Linked DNA regions of Mus musculus: region 1 is linked to region 2. A link is a contact called in public Hi-C data. All regions are on one chromosome and are shown on one strand. Each heading gives the region's core, a stretch centred on a gene start, on an enhancer-like site or on the middle of the called end of the contact. The rest is flanking DNA. Distances are from core to core; before and after follow the strand shown. Region 1 overlaps Cfap57 (cilia and flagella associated protein 57). Region 2 overlaps Ptprf (protein tyrosine phosphatase, receptor type, F).

Region 1 (2,700 bases), core at 139-2,638, 330 kb after region 2:
TACCCAAGAGGGTGTCTCCTTTTTCTCTTCTCTCATAGCCCTTTATTGACTTTCCATGTGTGTGTGCACATGTGTTTATATACACACTGACATATAAAATTTCTCTCCATATATAATTTTTTCTATCTCTTCATATTTTATGCAAAAGTTCAAATCACTCATCAGCCCTTTCAGCTTGCAAAGAGCGGGGCCACACCCTCTTCTCCTGTGTGGCTCCGCAGCTTTGGCAGCGTATGCTGCCAGTGTTTGATGTGGACAGTGGAAAAGTTCAGTCTGGTTTTGAAAAACATCTCAGTGGCCCGTGGAAAGAGTGCACAGCTGCATCCTAGCTCGGAGCCAGAGGACCAGGGTGTCCTACGCTGTTCAGAGGGAGAACTAGCTACAGGCACCCCGTGGGGGTTTCCTTCCCCTCTCATTTCACTGCCTGTATTGTTTTTATTTATAACACACACACACAAATGGAATGGACCAGGTGTGGTAGCACACATCTGTAACCACAGCCCTTGGGGAGGCAAAGACAGAGTTGGGAGTCCAAGGCAAGCCTGGGCTACACAGTCAGTTTCAGGCCAGCCTGGGCTACAGAGTGAGGTACTGTCTCAAAACATGTAGGGAGCCAGAGAGACGGCTCAGTGTGGAAGAGTGCTTGTTGTGCAAGCGTAATGAGGACCAGGGTTTAGAGTCTAGCATCCAGATAAAAGCTGGGTGGTTGTGGCCACACACACCTAAAACCCTAGCACTACACTGGGAAGTGGAGATGGGAGGGTCACTGGGGTCCCTGGTCAGCCAGTGTAGCTGAGGAAAGTGACAGCTCCAGGCTGAGTGACAGACACCTGACTTCCTCCTCTGACCTCTGCATGTGGGCATTGCGAGTGTGTGCGCGTGCGTACACACACACACACACACACACACACACACACGCATACGTGCACACACATCCATCCATACACTCACAGGAAGTAAACAAGACTGAGGTGGATGGTCTCTGAGGTTCTCCTAACATCAGCAATTTTGGGGTGGCCGAAGCTTTAACCACTAAGCACAAATGGCCTTTTAAATGATGTTCTTCTCCAGGTCAAACAGAGCCAAGGCTAAGGGTGCTCCTTCCTATAAAACCAGCACTCTGGCCCTCTCCTCCCTCCCTCCCTCCCTCCCTCCCTCCCTCCCTCCCTCCCTCCCTCCTTCCCTCCCTCCCCCCAAGCTATTCTATAGTCTCGGATGAATTTGAACATATACATTTGTGCAAGCCTGGAACCAGACAGGCCTGTGGGCAAGAGTGTGAGTTAAAATGGGAAGTGTTTCTTAGCAATGGCTGGCTCTGTCTCGAGGAGCCAGCTGCCCGTTGCGGGCAGGTGCCAGATCCTGAGTCCGCGCACTGCCAGACTCTGAAATCCTCGCACCTTCTGCTGCTCCTTGCGCATCTCCTGATCCGTAGCTCGCAGTTTCTGCAACAGTTCTGTGATGTTCAGCTCCAGTTGCGTGTTCTGTTTATGGAAACGCTCCAGCTCGGCTTCCATCTGTAGAGAACCAGGGGATGGAGGCATGAACGGGGAAGTCAGGAGGCAAAACTGCAACCTCCTGACAACCACAGTGCGATGTGTTGGGAGTGAGACCTTGCTCCTTGACACTTGCCCTCCTATAAGCACTGCTCTTGGCTGAGAGCATGCCCGCTCGGAGTCCTGCACCTGTCTGTGGCCAGGTCACAGAGTTTTCTTCTTAGTCACCTGCCCCTCCCTTAACTGTACAGATTTCTCTTTTCTTGTATTCTTTCTAATTCAGTCGACCTAGATCCCGGATTCTCAACTCCTGCTCAAGATAGGTCTCTCCAGAGAAATGCCTCCTTCACCCAGTTTGGAAGGATGTTTGAGTGGAGTCTGACCCTTGGGGTCCACAATCGTTCTAAACAGAAAGTTGAGGCTTGTTTCTAAAGTAGAGAGTTTTGAGGGACTGGAGTGGAATGTGAGCATCTTCAATCTAGGGCAGAAAGAAGAGACAAGATGGGGACAGACAGTCTGATCATCTAAGGGTCAAAGGAGTACAACCAAGAGCCATCCATCCCCTCTTCAAAGCGATGGCAGGAGATACCAGTGAGCGTCTGAAAGCCTCTCTCTCCCTTGTTAAATCTGTCTTACCCGGGGCACATCTAGTTCAGATGAGACTGGCTGTGGAGAAACCCAGTCCCCACTGAAAGCTTTAGGGGATGTTTGATGGACACCCCACATCTGATGGGCACTAGCACACCTGTGGTGCTTGCTATGGGGTTTTCAGGGGATCGGACAGTTCATTGTTTGATGTGTAGGGTGGAAGGCCCACCCTCATTCTATCATAATGTTTTTAGGTTCCTGTCTACCTCTGGAAGGTCTGGGAAGGTGAAAGAGACTGCCCCCATGTTCTGGACACAGAGGGACTCTTTTTTATTAATAGGAGGTATTTTGCTAGATGGAAAAGCCCTCTGAGGCGATGCCTGGCATCTGGATGGACTCTGTGAACATCTGATGAAGGCAGGAAGAGCAGGCGAGTGTGGTGGGCAGAAGTGGGGAGATTGAGAGTGGGAGGGGAAGTAGGAATTGCCTGCCTCTGGCAGACGTGTGGCAAGGTAAACGGGCCGTGTCTGCAGAGCTGTAGAGAGCCTCCGTGTACAGGGAACACACGAGAATGGGGCTTTGCAGCAGCTAGAGCCAGAACGAGCACCGTCGGGGCTGG
Region 2 (2,700 bases), core at 177-2,676:
CTGCCTTGGACTACGGCCATCAGGGTCTTTGAGAGGCAGACCAAGGCTGGTCTTAAGTCTCAGTACAGCCAGTCTGCTTTGTGGAGCATTGGTAAGGCTCTGGGGGCCTCAAGGGCAGGGCAGACACTGCAGGACTGTGTCGCGTACTGTGAGATCTCAAGGGGACAACTCACTCTAAATTAGCCTCCTCCTATTGCCTCCTGCAGTTCTGCCTTCTCTTAGTTCCGCAGACAACATAAGGGTGGGTGGGGAAATGGTAGAAGCTTCCCTGAACTCCTACATGCCAAGCATGTAGTTTAGTTTCTCTGACAGAGATCCCCATGACCATTCCTGAAACAGAGGGCTAGCCTGGTCTGGGTGCAAAGCTGAGTGCAGTTCTGTAGGGTACAGTTTTATGCCGTGCACCGTGCATGTGTGGCCACTCCAACAGCGGAGCCTGGCTAAGGGGACATGCAGACACACAGCGAATCAGGGTCAAGCAACAGGTACATGCAGGGCAGAAGGCCTGCCCACCCATCCCTGGTCCTGCCTGCCAGCCAGCCCAAACACCGAGAAGAGGCCAACTGGCGGGCAGGCGCGGCTGGAGCGAGCCTGAGGGAGCCGACCAAGCCCGCTGGTCCCAACTGACGGGCACAGTCGGTGGGCGAACTGTAGATGGATAAGAAGTGAAAACGACCAACCTTCTCGCTGATCTGAGAGATGAGAGTTTGGGTTGATGGCAGAGTGCGATGAGGATGAGAGGGAATAAAAAAAGACAAGGAGAAACACAGAGAGAGTAAAAACAGGCCAACCTCCATCTGCCCACACAGCACAGAGACAAGACAGGACTCCTGTGCCCCTCGCACACACACGTGCACACAGGTGCACACGGACCACGCCGCTCACAGAGGACTTAGGACTCATGGAGAGACACAGTGGACAGGGTAGGGCCCACCAGCAGTGCCAGGGACGATGAGGGCAGAGCAGGTAGGGGTAGAAGTGGGGCACGGGCTAGTCACCATGCCTCACACACCCTCACCGCTCAGACAGACCCTACCAGGCTCTGGGGTCAGGGTCCACCCAGCTCACAAACCCACCGAGGCACACAAGCCACTCCAGCCCCACCACTGTGAGGAAGCCCCATGCCTCGCCAACACCAGTGTGAGGAGCACGCCCGGATGCCTGTGGAAAGAAAGGCTAAGAGGAAATGTCCTCTAGTCATACAGCTGAGTCTCAGATGCCGGGTTCCTGAAGAGAACGGAGAGGCTGGTGATCTTGGTACAGGTAAGGCAAGCTTTGCCAAGGGCAGAGTTCTGCCTTTGGCCCGGGAAGCTGTATGCCTGAGAGCCGGAGGGGAGAGACGCCGTGGATGGAAGGAGAGAGTGAGTCACTCAGGGAGGGAGTCAGATGGTGATGGAGAAAGAGGCTGGTCCACCCAGCGTGCCTGGGCCTGCTAGACGGTGGGTGGAACTGCAGGCAACTGTGAATAAAGTCAGCTGTGACTGCACGATGTGTGTGCCCCAGCGCTAGCCCAACAGAGCCCAGACAGCTGACTCTCACGCGCCTCCTGTGCTCCTGGCAGCATGCGGGAAGCTCTGATGCCCATGCACTGCCCCATCGGTTGAAGCAGCCTACGGCCTCAGAGAGGCAGGGAGAGCCCCGACAGTCTGGGGAACAGAGGAAGGACGTGAGGAGGGAGGCTAAGTCTGAGAAGATGAGTCACTAGACAGAAGAACAAAGTTAGAGATGGAGACAGAAGCCCTCAGGAGGCAGCAATCCCGAGAAAGGGTATCCACAGGGGCAAACTGCCTCTGGGTGCCGGCGTCTGGAGAGAGTTGTGGCCATTTAGACTGGTCTTATTAAGTGCTGCTACTGGTTCCTGACTGGCTAGGGATGCTTCTAAATATCCTACTATGCGTAGAATGGCTCTCAACAGAGATGTATTCAGTCTAAAATGTCAACAGTGCGAAGGGTAAGAAACATCTGAGCTATAATTCATACTAGCCTGAATCAGGAGGCTTAAGGCCTGACAAGAGTTGGGGGACTTCCATCTCTGGGTGATAACAGGAACCATTATGGACTGAAATTGCTATATTGGGAGACAAAGAGTCCAGCAGATAGGCACTGGAGTGGGGCGGGGTTCTTCCATCCCTAGCCACCCACATACAGAGTTACAAATACAGAGCTGGTAGTTAGTACTACTACACAAGGTGGTCCCAGAGCACTCCTGGGGCTGATGGGGCTTTGCTAGGCACAAAAGGAAGCTGCAAACACTACAGGCCAGGGTCTCAGTGAGCAGGGCTTTCCTTACGGTACAGATCCGAGAATCAAAGGTCCCTCATAGATTTAGATGGGTTCTAGATATGAGGCAGGGCCTGGAGGGTGAGCTATAGAAGCCAGGTTGGCGACGTTAGGCTCTAGGCAGGAAGGGCTGAGCGTAAAATGGGTAAAGAAGCTCCCATGCCCTTGACCTCCCAAAGCTCTTCCAAGTGGATCTTATGCCACGAGGTGGGAGAAGGCAGGCTCCAGCTAGGGTCATGTCCAAGTCAATCATGTGTGGACAGCGGGGACTCTGCAGGTAGGGATGCTCCAAGGAGTGCCTTAGCAGCCACCTCAGTCCATTTCCAGAGATAACCATGGCCCCGCCGCTGGCCACAGCCAGCATGTCTGTGGGAGCTGGACAGGTGTGGTGCCTAGCTAGGATGCCCGCATCATCCTTTC

The links. Hi-C and Micro-C count contacts between places; a contact is called where the count stands out from the background.
Region 1: a contact with region 2 is called in a Hi-C map of cerebral cortex, with 3 times the contacts expected there. The contact joins two enhancer-like sites. A contact is called at or near these places in 1 of 15 datasets of contacts at CTCF or cohesin (stem cell-derived epiblast-like cells), 2 of 484 Hi-C or Micro-C datasets (cerebral cortex and reprogramming fibroblasts) and 1 of 9 other capture datasets (embryonic stem cells).

Annotation. Positions count from the first base shown.
Region 1 is chr4:118,570,248-118,572,947 of GRCm38.p6, forward strand. Cfap57 (cilia and flagella associated protein 57) reads right to left here. Exons shown (of 23, transcript NM_026789.5): 19 at 1,398-1,514. Gm52677 (a long non-coding RNA gene) reads left to right here. Exons shown (of 3, transcript XR_003955099.1): 3 at 1-116. Among named protein-coding and RNA genes, the nearest start is that of Gm52677, 17 kb to the left of the region's middle. Within about 2 kb of position 1,389, at least 5 of the 459 cell types and tissues checked have an H3K27ac peak or open chromatin away from gene starts, as enhancers often do. A contact at or near this core is called in cerebral cortex, where this site is marked.
Region 2 is chr4:118,244,610-118,247,309 of GRCm38.p6, forward strand. All of the region lies in intron 7 of Ptprf (protein tyrosine phosphatase, receptor type, F), which reads right to left. Among named protein-coding and RNA genes, the nearest start is that of Gm40235, 12 kb to the right of the region's middle. Within about 2 kb of position 1,427, at least 55 of the 459 cell types and tissues checked have an H3K27ac peak or open chromatin away from gene starts, as enhancers often do. A contact at or near this core is called in cerebral cortex, where this site is marked.